Regions from separate parts of the Mus musculus genome. Here region 2 is linked to region 1. A link is a contact called in public promoter capture Hi-C data. All regions are on one chromosome and are shown on one strand. Each heading gives the region's core, a stretch centred on a gene start, on an enhancer-like site or on the middle of the called end of the contact. The rest is flanking DNA. Distances are from core to core; before and after follow the strand shown. Region 1 overlaps Sorcs2 (sortilin-related VPS10 domain containing receptor 2). Region 2 holds the start of Psapl1 (prosaposin-like 1).

Evidence for each region. Promoter capture Hi-C pulls out the DNA fragments that hold promoters and counts their contacts.
Region 2: a contact with region 1 is called in a promoter capture Hi-C map of hippocampal neurons, with 3 times the contacts expected there. The contact joins the promoter of Psapl1 here to the enhancer-like site in region 1. A contact is called at or near these places in 14 of 39 promoter capture datasets (the 3T3-L1 cell line, the C10 cell line, the HPC-7 cell line and 8 more), 2 of 15 datasets of contacts at CTCF or cohesin (CD8 T cells and large pre-B cells), 20 of 484 Hi-C or Micro-C datasets (the Ba/F3 cell line, CD4 T cells, cerebellar granule neurons and 11 more) and 2 of 9 other capture datasets (adipose tissue and embryonic stem cells).

What each region holds. Positions count from the first base shown.
Region 1 is chr5:36,021,821-36,029,224 of GRCm38.p6, reverse strand. Sorcs2 (sortilin-related VPS10 domain containing receptor 2) reads left to right here. Exons shown (of 27, transcript NM_030889.2): 20 at 40-173; 21 at 1,240-1,363; 22 at 2,454-2,566; 23 at 3,280-3,405; 24 at 4,559-4,658; 25 at 5,131-5,233. Among named protein-coding and RNA genes, the nearest start is that of Gm52811, 59 kb to the left of the region's middle. Within about 2 kb of position 4,899, at least 9 of the 459 cell types and tissues checked have an H3K27ac peak or open chromatin away from gene starts, as enhancers often do. A contact at or near this core is called in hippocampal neurons, where this site is marked.
Region 2 is chr5:36,202,691-36,209,845 of GRCm38.p6, reverse strand. It overlaps Psapl1 (prosaposin-like 1), which reads right to left and starts at 5,825. Exons shown (of 1, transcript NM_175249.3): 1 at 3,278-5,825. The coding sequence starts at 5,780. The coding sequence ends at 4,203. All of the region lies in intron 2 of Sorcs2 (sortilin-related VPS10 domain containing receptor 2), which reads left to right.

The DNA.
Region 1 (7,404 bases), core at 3,650-6,149:
TCACTGTCCCTTAACCCTGAACTTTGGGGGACTCTCCAGCTCCCCTGCAGGCCCTCTACCTCGAGGTAGTTCCTGTCATTGGCGTCAACCAGGAGGTGAACCTCACAGCCGTGCTGTTACCCCTGAATCCCAACCTCACTGTCTTCTACTGGTGGATCGGCCACAGCTTGCAGGTGATTCCCTACAGCCTTCTCAGTCCTCCCTCCCATAGACTGCCATCTGGTGGGGCCGGTGGGGCAGGGAGCTGCTCTCGGAACCTGGCACCAGGGCACAGTGTGCGACCATTGGAAGAAAACGGGCTCTGGTCTTCTGTCACTCATTGGCCACCCTGAGCCCTGAGCTCTGCTTGGGGGTCCACTTGAAAAGCCCCCTGGATAGCCCTGTGAAAGATATGGGGCAGAGCAGCTGACCGGAAGCTGACTAGATGTGTCATAGGAGGGCTCAGGGGAGGCCCTCTTGAGTGGAGTGGTCAGGGATGCCTTCTTGGACTGTGATGCATGGAGGGCCTTGGACAGTTTTTGAGCAGGAGATACAATAAGTGAACAGAACATGTGATGGGGGTGGGGAGAGACTGTCCATCCTTAGGATCCATGGAGAGGGTCTGTTTCCTCACTCAGGATGTCATAGCCCTACACCCGCCAGAGAAGCCCGGCACAGAGGGCTAAGAGAAGGGAGGCACTTCGAGGACAGGGCCATGGCTCTTCAGCTAAGAGGCTTCTAGAACAACCAGGAGCTCTGGATTTGAAGTTCTGTGTAGCCTTGCCACCCAAGTGCCCCAAGTCCCACCTCACCTCCCATAGCCTTATTCATCTAAGGGCACAGCCTGGCCAGGAGATGTCACCACTTATCCATGGTGAGGATGGCTGTCTCCAGTCACTGAGGAAGACCTGGCCTTCAGCTGGGGCAGGACTGTGGGTGAGACAGTGAATGGAAATTGGTATGGGACTCAAAGCCTAACCTGTGGCTACCTAGCAGACAACCAAAAGGCTCTATAGGAGGCCACAGGAAGCCTCTAGATTCTAGAGTCTAGAAGGATGCGCCATGCTATGAAGGCAGGGCACATTCCAGTCCAGCTTAGTGCTAGGGTGTTCTAGTTCCTCTCCGGACACCTCCCAGACACTGCCAGAGCAGAAGCCCTTCAGCTACCCACTTGTTGGTGAGAGCCAGGACTACCACAGTCCCAGTGTCCCCGTGGCCCTCCATCTTGCCGGAGAGGCCTGACCCTGCTTGTGCCAACAGCCTCTGCTTTCCTTGGACAACTCGGTGACAACAAAGTTTACGGACGCTGGGGATGTGCGTGTGACAGTGCAAGCTGCCTGCGGGAACTCAGTGCTTCAGGACTCCAGGCTCGTCCGTGTGCTCGGTGAGCTGTCCCGACTCCCTGCACAGGCCAGCGTGGATGGCACATGGCTGCAGAGGGCCTGTTCATTCCTTGGGGGGTCCCTAGGTTGCAGAGTCTGGGTGGATTCAGGTCCTGTGACTGTCTATGTGGCCTTATTGAAGTGTTCCAGGCGCTCTGACTCCAGTTTCCCCCTCCCCCCCAAGTAAAGTGTCTCATGAGTCTAGTGAGTCTGTTGCTTAGCAATTTAACAACAAGAACAGATGAACTTCATGTTGGGACCTTCGTGGGCCTCTCCACTTGCACCCACCACTCAGAGGATGGTCTAGAAAAGGACCTGGGGATGGAGATTGCTTATTTGGGGTCCCTGGAGCTGTGAGCCCCTCAGAAAAATAATTTGTCTAGAGGAGGAGGGGTCCTCCAGTGCACATTACTCCTTCAGCACACTTGAAACTCATTTGTCTTAGGAATGTCCTCTGCCGTGGACTGCAGCCATTATTCACATTAAGGCCCTGCAGGCTGAGGGATGAGGCTGCTCTGGGCTGATTCTTCCTCTACGTGGACCTGGAATTTCCCACACCATAGGATGCTGGGTCACAGTTCACAAAACACTGTCCCCTGAGCCCTCTGCCTGGCAGAGCTGTTTCCCACCCTGTAAGAGAGAAAGGAGAAGGAAGCCAGTGGGGCCAGCAGTACAGGGCAAGGGCTCCTTAGACTCTAGAACAGAGCTGTGCTCCTTAGGAAATGAAATGTACATGAGACAGGGCCTCTAATCTCATGGGACTCTTGATCTGCAGTGACCAGTGAACTGAAATCCATGGGCCCTTGAGGAAGTAGATGGCATCAAAAGATATGCCATCTACCTGTGAGTTGAGGCACAGATCTCATGGGCATGTGCACGCAATGCCACGCCCCCTCACAGGTTGATAGTCACTGTCATCATCAGTACATGTCAGGCACTGAGATATTCAAGAGGAGGGCTCTTATCTTCCAAACACAGAACCGGGACCTCGGAGATAGAGGTGGGGCTCTCTGGACCATCTGGTGTGTGTTCCCTTGAGTAGGGTCCCAGCCCCAACCTAGACCTCACAGGCTCCACTCTGTCCTCTTCCAGATCAGTTCCAGGTGGTGCCTCTGCGGTTCTCCAGGGAGCTGGACACCTTTAACCCCAACACTCCTGAATGGAGGGAAGATGTGGGACTGGTGGTCACCCGACTGCTCTCCAAGGTGCCCTGGGGCTTGGGCTTCAGTGCTAGCCTGAGCCGTGGTGTGGTTGGTGTGGGCTGAGTGAGGGTAGGGCAAGGCTGGGGGCTTCTGGGAAGTGATGGATTGGTGTCCTGCATCGGCCACTCGCAGCTGGACTTCTCAAAGGGTTAATATTCCCAGCAACAACACTGCAAGTTCTCCTCCACCAGTGAACCAGGGCTCTTAAAGCTCTCTAGCTCCACCTAAGACTGCCACAGGCAGGAATCCACCCTGACCTTACTTCCTTCGTCCCATGAATAGTGCTGGTGACACTGTACTGAGTGTTGAAGGATGGGGATGAGTTTAGCTCATGATATGTGGAGTGGGACTCCCAGAAGACAGGGGGCTGCCGAGGAGCTAAAACTGGCCAGCTAGGGGCTGCACAGGTATATGGTTAGGCTGAGGAACAGGGGCAGACAGCAGGAGTCAGCAGGGCCTCATGTCACCTCAAGAACAGGGCACACTAGCCTGCTCCAGGCTCAGGATGGGGACATGCTTGAAAAGGTCTGGGCAGGTGAAATACCATTAGAGCCACAGCCTGAACCCATGATGGGCTGAGGGTCAGGGGTATGGATCAGGGCAGGTGACCAGGATATACCTAGGCCATGAAAGGAGAGCAGATCTTGCTAGAAACTTAGCCTATGGCAAAGGAGAAAGAGCAGAAGAGGAGCCAAGTGTCCTGCCTGTCACCACAGGAGACCAGCATCCCAGAGGAGCTGCTTGTGACTGTGGTAAAGCCAGGGCTGCCCACCATAGCCGACTTGTATGTGCTTCTGCCTCTGCCAAGGCCCACAAGGAAGAGGAGCCTCACAAGTGACAAGGTATGACCATGGCATAGCAGGATTGTGTGGCTGAGGACCCGGAGGGTGGGGGGACGTCACTCCTGACAACCACATTTCTGTGGGGCATCACTTAAAGGTTTAGTTCTTACTATCATGCTGTCTGACCCGGGGTACCACCATCTGCCTGTAGCTCCAAACTCAACAGCATCCAAGGTTAGTGAGATTAGGCAGCTTCCAGGGGGAGAAGGCTAGACTGGGATTGTGTGGATGGTCTCTGTTCTCTTGCATCATTGTCTGGAGCTGTCATGTGACCTCAGCTTCAGTACCAGGAGCACTGGGACATGTGGGTGAGCCCTGTGGGAGACTCTGGCTGCAGGCTACAAGCAAAACAGAATTCAGCACAGGAATTCTAGCACGTCCTCCATGAGGCTCCTTGACCAGGAGCACCTTGGGAACTGTCGTCAGAGAGGTCCCCAGATGCTGAGTGCTGAGTAGCCTGTGGGACAATGGTAGCTTGCTAGGCACTAGGCTGACTGCCTGGTGTTAGTGTGTAGGAATATGTTCAGTGTGAGCCCATAACAAGTGTCCAGATGGAGGCAAAGCCTTCTCTCCTCCAAATGCTGGAATTCTGTGCCTGGCATAGCTTCTGGCTCTGCCCCAGTGGATGTAGCTAAAGTCGGAATCCCAGAGACATAGCCACATGGAAATGAGTGTCAGAGGGCCTCATAATGGGCCCTGGACAGTGACTGATAGGTGGTAAGATACAGATGGTGACGGGCTCTGATGTGTGTCATGAGCCTCACCTACTGGCCATGTTATGGGGAATCTTTTGAGGAGGGCATTGTGCTTGCCACCCCCACCCCCAACTCCCCTCATAGGTAGGATGCCCTGCCCTGTCTCATCTTTGTGAGCTCCCACTTCCTAGAAGCTTCACTGACCAGGGTGGGGGACTTGTGGAGCACTCCAGGTCTTCCAGCTGACACACTGAGACTCTTCTCTCTGTTCTGCGCTGGAATGAGAGCTTGCTGATGGCAGGGCTTCCGGCACCATCAGTGGCTCCTAGTGAACCTGGCTGGTGGGCTTTCATGCCATTCCCTGATAAGGACACTGAGCATCAGCCAGCATCCCTTCCCAGCCCCGAGGGACTCCAGTGGTCCAGGCCTCAGAGCTTTCCTGCCTCCTTTGCTTTCAGAGACTGGCAGCCGTGCAGCAGGCGCTGAACTCTCATAGAATCAGCTTCATCCTTCGAGGAGGGCTTCGTATCCTGGTGGAGCTGAGGGACACAGACACAGGTGACAGACCCGGCTTAGCTCCTCCCTGGAGCAGGGTGGGCATGGGCCCAGGCCTGCGGATGCTAAAAGTGACTGTAGGATTTGAATGGGCTTTTATCTAGCTGCCAGTGACCCTTCTGGCTGGGACATCTCTGGCTAGATGCACCCACCCCTGCACAGCCAGCTCTGGGCCTCACCATCTGGCTTGATCTGTGTGGAAGCAGCTTCCACAACCATCAGGAACCTGCTGATTCATTCAAAACCAGTGCAGAAGGAAGGGGCTGTCCCCTCTGAAGGAAACCCAGCCAAAGTGGGTTATAGTAGGGCTCTGTCAGAAAGGGAGGCCCAAGGCCTCGTGTCGTGTTGTTATCCTTCATAACCTGCTATACACTCAGCCACATGGCAAGGCCTGCTGGACAACATGAGGTAGGCTCATCAGACCCAGGCTGGGGACAACCAGCCCATGGCTGCTCCTCTTGTTCCTCTCCTGTAGGTCCTCAGAGGCCAGGTGGCAGTGGTGGCTACTGGGCCGTGGTGGTCCTCTTTGTCATTGGGCTCTTTGCAGTAGGAGCATTCATCCTCTACAAGTTCAAAAGGTAAGGCCCCTGGCAGCCTTGACATATGGCCCCAGAGGTGGTGGCTTCCACAGGCCATGGAGGAAGGTGGTGTGTGTTCTCCCCTGTACTGTGAGCAGGAAACTCTCAGGCTCCCTTCTGCTCAGCCTGGTCCCCTGCACAGGCCCAGGGCATCTTCTTCAATCACCCTCCGTGGAGGGGATACTGTGCCCTCCAGATAAGGATGCCAGGTCCAAGGAGGCACAGTTCAAGTCCAAGGCCAGTAGGGCCTCCTGGCTTCCCACATCTTGGCTATGGCTGCCACAGGGGCTTCAGTTACCTGAGGGTACCAGAGACTGACTCTAAGGGGTGCTGGGAGACCCTGTGTCTCCTATACAGGGCTTCAGTGTCCTCTTTCCTCTGTGACCTGTCTCACAGTGAACATGGGATAGCTCCAGGGATAATGGAGGCCAGCTATGTCCCTCATCTGCCATGTCTGTGTGCAGAGTGGGGCTGAGAACTGACAGTCCTCTGTGTGGTCTCCAGGGAGGCAGCCTGGAGTAATAGCCATGGGAAGGTACAGGTCCATTCTACAGACACAAGTGCAAGGCTGTTGCTGATAAGCATGGTGGTGCTGCTGAGAGGAAGTCAGCCCACATCCCACACCTCCCTGTGAAACCCACCTGATTCAAGGCCCTGTGCCTATTATTTTTCACCCTCCAGCAGACAACACTCTTGGAACACTCTGCTGTAGAGCAATGTGACAAGACCTCAGACACCTCTGCCCCCACGTACCCAGCATCCTTCATCCTGCAGGGCCAGGACCTAGCTAAGGGGCAGGCAGCCCTTCAGGTGGCTGGCACTGAGTAGACCTGAGATCTGTCCAGATGCTGACCTGCCAGAGGCTTGCCTCAGATAAAGGCTTTCCCCCTCTGAGCCATAGTGTCATTGTCAACAAGAGGGCATGCAAAGGAGGAGACTGCGGTGGGGGTCAGGGGAAGCCAGCTGGGCAGTATTCCTGCCTTGCATGGCTTCAGGATGGTGGCATATGAGCCCTGGGTAGAGGGGCAAGTGGAGGACAAAGCCCTGGGTCTGGGTGTGATCCCCATGACCAAGCAGAGGGAGGCTTCCAGATTTCCGTGTGGGCGGATGTCAAGGTGAGTGCGGGTGCGCCTGTGGACTTGGTCCCATCCTGTGCAGGGCCTGCAGAACTGTGGGTGGTCACTTAGAGGGCAGCAGCATGCTTGCCTGGGGTAGATGGAGCTGGTCCCTGTGGGTGATGTGTCAGCCCCACTCTTCAGATTCCCCAGTAGTAGTGCTACAACCTTCCCCCAGTGTGCTTCATGTGGCCCAAATGACAAAACACTGCCTGTCATTTGCCAAGAGGGGGAGGGGGGCAGATATGTCCAGTGTGAGGCTGGTCCAACATCCCCAAGCCCAAGGCTATCTTTGTGAACCAGCTAAGGCTTTGAGGTTGGAGGGGAAGGGCCTGTTGCCATAGAAACAGTCAGGGGACAAATACCCCTTCCTACAAGCTCCAGGCCAACCCCAGGGGTAAAGGCAGAGCAGGACAGTGGAATTCTGAGCAGTTGGTAGAGGGAAAGCACTTGGTTCCTCCTCTCTCTTCATCTGTCCTTTCTTCCGTCTGGGCTTTAAGTTCTGCCTAGACCATGGAAGCTGAGGGCTGACTGTGCGCTAACTGACACTCTCCATAGCACTGAGATGCTAAGCCACTCAATGATCTCAAGTCTCCCTGACACTGTCTGTAATGACAGGTAGGGCCACGCCCTTCCCAGCATAAGTCCATCACTTGAGTGTCCCTTCCTGAAGGGAACATAACCCATACACACTCTAGGTGAAGCTAGTTACTCTCTCCTCCTCAAGGGACTGAGGAAGACATGCCTCCACAAGGTCTGGCTGCCACCATGCCCGAGGCTTCAGTCTTCTTGTATCTAAATGGGCCCATGACCTTTCTGGTTGTAGTTCTCGTCTCTGAATGGGCCTAGACCTTTCTGGTTGGCTGGAGTTTATGGGGCTATTCTCAGTACAAGGGTCCTTGCCTGTGGCTATGTGTCCAGTCCTAATCGGGCAGAGTGTGCTCTGTCACTCTCTCTCTCTTCTTCCCCTGGGGCCTGGACTAGAAAGCAAAGTCTCAGGAAATCTGGGTGGACAGAGTTCAACAAGTGGCCCTCAGGTCTGGGTCGCCACTGTGT
Region 2 (7,155 bases), core at 4,576-7,075, 180 kb before region 1:
TCCATACTGGCCTGGCTTTCCCTAAAAGAGTCTCAACAGAGGTCAGCAGTGCCTGGGACATTGACGTGTCATGTGCAGGCACCGGGACAGGTGATCTTGTTTCAAGATCCTGTAAGCCCTCCAGAGTTATCTGCCTCCCACTTACCCGTGTGTGTGTGTGGGGGGGGGGGCATCCCTCTGATATGAGCTGTAATCTGGGTTTGAGGGAATCAAGGCCATGAGGTCTCTGTAGAAGCTTCTGGAAATCTGGCATGGGTGCTGTCCTGGGTGGACTAATTGGGCCCAATTAGGGGAACTAGGGAACCCAGATGTTCTGGTTCAGGTGTGGCTTCTCCATTCCAGGACTGCATGGACCTCCCTGGGCTTGCTTCATCCCTGCAGATGCCAGCATTACTTTCAGCCAACTTGGCAGCTAGCAGGCATTCAGGCTTGTCGTGTTCCCCAAATCCCTGACCCCAGATCACTGTAAAATGATAGCAGCTTCTAGAATCCCAGGGGGCTGGCCTGGATGGCCTTGGACAGTGTCCCAAGTAACTTCTCTCTTGAGATGAGAATCACTGGATCCAGGTCCGAAAGAATCCTGCTTACAAAAAAGTCACTCTCTCTTTCTGCTCTTCTTGGGCCTTTCTTTTGTGGCCTAGGGATTGCCACCCTGAGAAACTGGTTTGGAAGTGGTGTGACTTTCCCTTGTCTTCTGAAACTATTTCTGCTGTCCTAAGTAAATGGCTTAAGATGTGTGTCACCCTCTCAGGTCAGAAGCTCAATCATGTCTAGTCCCTCCCAGTTTGGTAGAGAGCTCACAGGCAACAGCAAGGCTTTCCAGCTGCACCTGGGTGTTAAGATGCCCGGGCCACACCCCTTCCTCCACAGCTAGTGGAGGGGCCCAGCTCAACCTATAGGCATGTTTGCTTTGGCCAGCAGAGGACTTTACGGAGCCTTCAGCATAGAGGCACATGAAGCTCTCATGGGTTCAGCCTGAGGTTCCAGTTCCATGGGTGACACTGAAAGGATCGGTGGTGGGTTAGTGACCTCATAAGGACATCCTTCTTGGGATGGGTTGTGGACACTTGGGGGTTTTAGAGATATTAGAACACATGCCCCCACTTGCTCCCATTGTTTTTCGGTTATAGGTAGGAAACTGAAACCCTTAAATCATGGTTCCAGTACTCTGGAGGAGCAGAGGGGTCCTTCCCCTGGGACACAGGAGAAATGGGCTGTGCTGTGGTTTCCAGATAGGACAGATGATCTCATTGCCCACCTGCCCCCCTTGATTGTGGTATTTGGCTGCTGTTCCATGCCGGGTATATAGAAAACTACTTCTTTCAGGCCATGAAATCCTTGAGGGGCCCCTGGGGTAAGGACCTGCTATTCTCTCCCACACCCAGGGTACAGACTCTGGAATCTGGGAGCTGGATAACACCTGGAAGCAGGTGAACAGGTAAATTAGAGCCTGCAATGATTCTGGGGCCTTGTTTTTTTGGGGGCCTACCCACCCAGATCTGGAAGGGACCTTCCAGCACAAATAGCTTCCCTGAGGGTAACCTTCAAGTTACCTTCCTTGGGCTCTATGTCTTCAAAGTGTGTAGATGCCACTTCCTGGCAGGAAAATAGAACCATGTTGTTGGAGAAAAGGAGGTGAAGCAGGCAGTAGAGGAAGGGGACAGCAATGGGGTCTTCCCTGGTCTCTCATGGGCACCAGCTTTGGAAGGGGCCACCTCATGGACCGCTCTCTAAATTTTCCAGAAGTGCCTGGAGTTTGTGTAAATTATTTGCAAAGAAGAAGAAAGGATGTTCGACTGCTTTGTGGAGCCTCCGGCATAGAGGAACCTGAAGCTCTCACGGGTGCAGGCTGAGGTGTCAGCTCCATTGGGGGACACTGAAGGGGCCCACAGTGGTTCAGTGTTCTCACAAGGACATCTCTCTTGGGTTGTCGCATTGGGACCTAACTCCACTGGGTCCATATTTGCTACTGACCTACCATTTTGAAGGATGTTTTTAGAAAATTGCCCAAAGGTGCCAAATCCTTAACCCCAAACCTTTCAAACCCGGATCCAAGAAATTCAGAAGCCATTGACCCCGGTAGAGTTTCAACCCATCTAGATCTCTGTCTGATGGTGGCATCTGATGGACACCCATGCCTGTGTAGTAGAAGTTTCTGACATCTTCCACCTGGGCAGCCTGACAGAACCCCTGCTCCCATCTTAACCAGGGCACTGTGGTCCCCACCTCTAGTCGCTTCATATCCTGCATCTCACCCTCACGAGCAGAATCTGACCCACTGGCGTGTCTGGTGAGGATGGCAGCTCTTCCCTTTGGAAGCAAGCAGCATACAAAGCTGTCTGATTGGTCCTTGTCCCCCTGCTGAGCTGCCATCCCTGGCCACTAGGTGAACTGGTGGGTCCCGTGGAAGTTGCTGCTGTCACCCCTCGTGCACACCCCTCCTCCTGTCCCTCTCTCATCAGCCACAAGGTGCAGGGTGATCAAGAGTGTGGATCAGTTGGAGACTGAGTGTAGGAAACCTGTGTCTCGCCAACAGTGTGCAGTGGGCCTGCGGGGTTCTTGTCAGGTGTGCTCTGTGGCAGGCTCCTGAGGGCCAGGTGTATGTGCAATGCATTTGATCAGTGGTCTGAGGCAACAGCTGTCTCCAGGCCCTGAGCTGAGGGGAGGAGAGGGATGGAATGAGGAGAGGCCTCACTCTGCCCGTCCCTCACTGTAGATCTGGGTCAGAGGCAGTGAAATGGGCTCAGAAACAAGGCGGACATGGCACTCACCACCTCCTGGTCTCCAGCAGACCAGCCTTATGTAGCTGGTGATGTCTCTTTGGAAATGTCAGGTCAAGAGAGCCGTGGCATATCACTTACAACTGTGATCAAGTGTCCCTCTGGCTCACTGTCAGAACAGAGGAGGGTCTACTCAAGGTTCCTGGGGAGATGAGTGGGCCTCAGATGGTGACTGGTGACCTCAGCCAAGCCAAGCAAGTCTCATCCCCATCTAGGCAATGGCGAGCTCTGACAGGACCTCACGCGCACATGCCTCAGATGTTTGAACATCTACTGTGAGCAGGTCTTGTGTTGGACTTGAGGCCTATGCAAAGACATCCATCCAGGGGCTGTGAGGGGCTCATTAGGCACTGAAGACTGTGAATGAAAAGCAAGCAGTGGGCACCTGAGATAGGCAAGCCTTCCCACTGGAGGAGCACCCATGGGAGGCTGCGAGGAAGGGATTGTGAAGCCCCAGGGACCATGCTCTTCTGTTAGAATAACAACAGCAAACGTCGTTTGGAGAAAGCATCTAGTTTATATAAACTTGTTTGATCAGGCTCCCCAGAGACCCTATCGATCCCCAAGATAGGTTTTGCTGGTCCTGGTAGGTCACTGGGTGCTAGTCTCTAAGTGAAAGAACTTGAGGACATCTCTTAAAACTGTCTTAACATCCCTATGAGGCAGGCACGATCCTCCCAGTCTACAGATTAGAAAACTGAGGCTCAGCAGACGACTAGGGTGGACCTCTTGCTACTGCCATTCCACACCCCTCAGGGCTTTCCCCAGGACTCACCCAGCAGGGTTTTTTTTTTCTTTTTGATTTTAAGTACACCCCAGATTGCTTAGCACCAGGGCGGCTCAAGTCTGGGTGAGTAGACAAACTCCTCTTGGTGGGACAGGATATGGGCAAGAGTCATATAAAGTCCAAGTGTCCCTTTTGGGTGGTAGCCAATGACTCAGGACCCTTCCTCAGAAAAGTCCAGAGTCACTCATGTCCCAGCTGCACCACTGGGAGCCAGCTGGAGAGATCCTAGCCTGAGAATACCCAATTTCCACCCCAGAGCCATTATACTGACTAGTGACAGTCCCCTCCACCTACCTACCCTTACCTACTTGCTCTCACCCTGTAAGGGAGGCCGCTGACGGGTTTCTCCAGGCCATCAGCATCACAGCATGACAGGAGAGGGTGGCTTACTGGGGCAAGGGGGGAAGAAGACTCCCCATTTGTAGCAGGAGTAGAGGGGGCAGATAGGACAGAGACAGAAAGACGACACTGCCCAACTTTAGGGAATCATGGTTTTGAAGGTCAGCTCCACTCTGCCCTACCTGCACAGAGCCTCAGTTTTTTATCTATGACATGGGGGTGACACCCACTTCATAGGGTCCCCTTGGGAGGCAGAAGCCTACGGGTGGGCAGACTTTGGGTTCTGGTGGCCACGGTCATGGCTGCTCGTTGATTTTGGAGACGGGCTTTTTCCACACGAGGCGCTGGCAGTGTTCCAGGGCATTACACATTTCAGCGGCCTCTGGGCTCTTGCACCAGAAGCTGGGGCCCATGACGCACTGATCTGTGCCTAGAAGTGGAGTCTTAGGGCCGTGGCAGGCCCCCATCTTCTTGCATAGGTCCGTGGGGTTCATCATGAACTTGAGGCTCTCTATGAGCACAGGTTCATACTCGGCCACAAAACGGTTGCACTGCATCACATAAGGCAACGGCAGGATCCGGCAGCCACCTTTGAAGGCATTCAGAATGTCCCGCTTGGTGCTCTTGTGGTCCAGATTCTGGGAAGACATGCCCAGCAGCCTTTTGCACCCTTGGCAGAAGCTGCCCTGGTTTTCCTCATCCACCGGCAGGGATGGTGTGGTTGCCACAGCCCTGGAGATGGACCTGGCCCGCCTTTTGCTGCCACACAGCTTGATGGTCTCACATACTTTCTCTGGGGTGACTTTGGACATGAGCTGCACCAATTCAGGGCTGTAGGTGTCTACCAGGGTGATGCACTGTTGGACTAGAGGCTCGGGCACTACGGTGCACACTCGCTCCAGTGTGTGGCTGATGAGAGCTTCTGTGCTGTTGGTCACAAGCCACTTGTCCAGCTCCTGGACCAAGTTCAAGCACACGTCGCACGTCAGGCCCAACTGCATCTGCAACTCATTCGTCCTCGGCATCTCCATCTCCAGAGAGGGGACTCCATCCACAGCGGCCACTCGAGTCAGCCAGTGGGCAGACTCTCTCTCACAGAAGCCCCCCTTCCTGCAGACCTCCTGTGGGGGGAGACCCTGCAATGTTTGCTTAGCAGGGACAAACTGCCGGTGGATGTAGTTCTCGCAGAGGGCAGCCAGGCCAGGCCCCATGGACTGACACTGATTCTGGACAGTTACCTCTGCCAAGGTCAAATTAGACTCTAGAGCATCCTGGAGCAAGGAGATCAGCTGGACACAATCATGACACACAGCACCTTCAGGCATCTGTGATGGGTGGAAGCTCAACGCCCCGTTGGATAAGAATGGGGCCATCACCTCATTTGCATCCTCCTGGGTCAGCGGTCTCTCCGAGGTAGTCTCAGCTAGGTGCCTCTGTAATGGTTCACAGAGGGTGAGCGCAGTGCACACAGAAGCCAGGTCAGTCTCCTGAGCGCCACTGAGCATGCTCAGGACAGCTGCGCTGTGGTTGTTCACCATCCACTTGCACTTAGCTGAAGACTCCTGGCTTGGAAGCCACTCACAGGTCTTCATTACTGATGTCAAAATATCCGACTCTGTAGCACCTGGGTTCACCCCATTGCCAGCAGCCGCGGCCACATCCTGGCACACACTGCAGGGCAGGGACTTGACTGTGGGCTTGTTCCAGACAGCACTCTGGCAGTGCCTCACGGCCCGACACTTTGCAGCTGCCTGCAGGTCCTGACACCATACCTCCGAACCCTTGGCACACTCACGGGGAACTGAGATGGGGCTGGCCCTGGCAGCCCCCAGGAGGCCAGACCAGAGAATCAGAGCGCACAGCATAGTGCCCATGGTTCCACTGGCTGCTCCCTCTGCTTGGCTCTCGCTATAAAACTAGCTCTCCTGTCTAGCCTGCTCAGCAAGGTACCTGCCCGCTGCTCCTCCCCAACCTGAGTCAGAGCCCCACCTGCCTGGGTGCTGGCCCGTCCTCTCTGGCTTCTGCCTCTTGGCCATTCTACCTCCCTCTCTCTCCCTGAATAATCCCTATTTTCAAAGTCTAGCTTCTTTGGGAATGAAGCTTCTATTCTGTGTCACACCAGGCCCAGAAGAACCAAATTCCTAGAGTGGCTTATTTCTAACTGGGCCTCATGGCCACATGCCCGCCACAGGCTCTGGTCCTAAGGCCCCACTGTCCAGGGACTGACTGGACTACTGATCCCACAATGCCTGGGTGAAGGCTGCTGGCATGCAGAGCCTTATTCTGGAGACTTCTATGGGAGGCCATGTGTGGGCTGGTCCCTAGCAGATGCGCATGATGTTTGCTGAGGCTCACAGATACAAAGGGGTTTTCTGTTTCACGGTTAGGTCATCTGTTGGCTTCTGTAGTTTTGGAAATAAGCGTTAAGCAAGAGCATTGGCATCAGGCAAATGCACAGCTGGCCACGGCCTCATCCTGTTGATTCTGTGGAGGACCCTGAAGCCAGACTCACCTGTTCTGATTGACAGGCAGCTCCCAGCTTCCACGGGAGTGGGCAGATCAGGGACCCTGGGAACTCTATGAAAATCCTGCATGCCTTAGTGGTGTGAGTCCCACACATGGGTATCTGTGGCTCAGACGTTGGGGTTCTGGGTGCCTAAGGAATCCACTTCCCAGTTATGTGGGAAGGTATCCCAGCTGCCTTTGCAACAGCTTCACAAAGAATGCAGATGGTGCCTCCTGTTGCCCTCCCAAGAGGACGGGCTACAGAGAGAATATGGAATGAGGTTCGCTGAGCCCTTTAGATGACTGACTGCTAAGGTCTCTGCTTCCTTTGGGCCAGTGGAGGAAGCAGGCTTGGTGAAGTAGAGAGGTTGGGTTCTCTTAGCTGCAGGGCCACCAGGGCCAGCTTGTCAAGCTGTACAGAGGTGGAACTAAAACAAAGTGCTTTTATCTAGACCTGCCTGGGCAGGCCCGGGCTGACTCACCCCAGCACCTTACCCAGTTGCTGTTTATGGAACACCCACTCACTATTCACTTTGTTTTTGGGGCGCAGGCATTTTTTCAACCCTACAATCAACTCCGTTTGCCTGCCATTTGTGTGATCTTCCATTTGACTCAGTTTTGACCACTCCCCAGAGTCCATCCAGACCCCACAGTTAGGGCTTCAGACTATGCACTGGCTCAAACCTCTCCACCTACCTCTCTATCAGGGTTCCCATGGCCCTCTCTAAGCTCAGTTGCTATTAG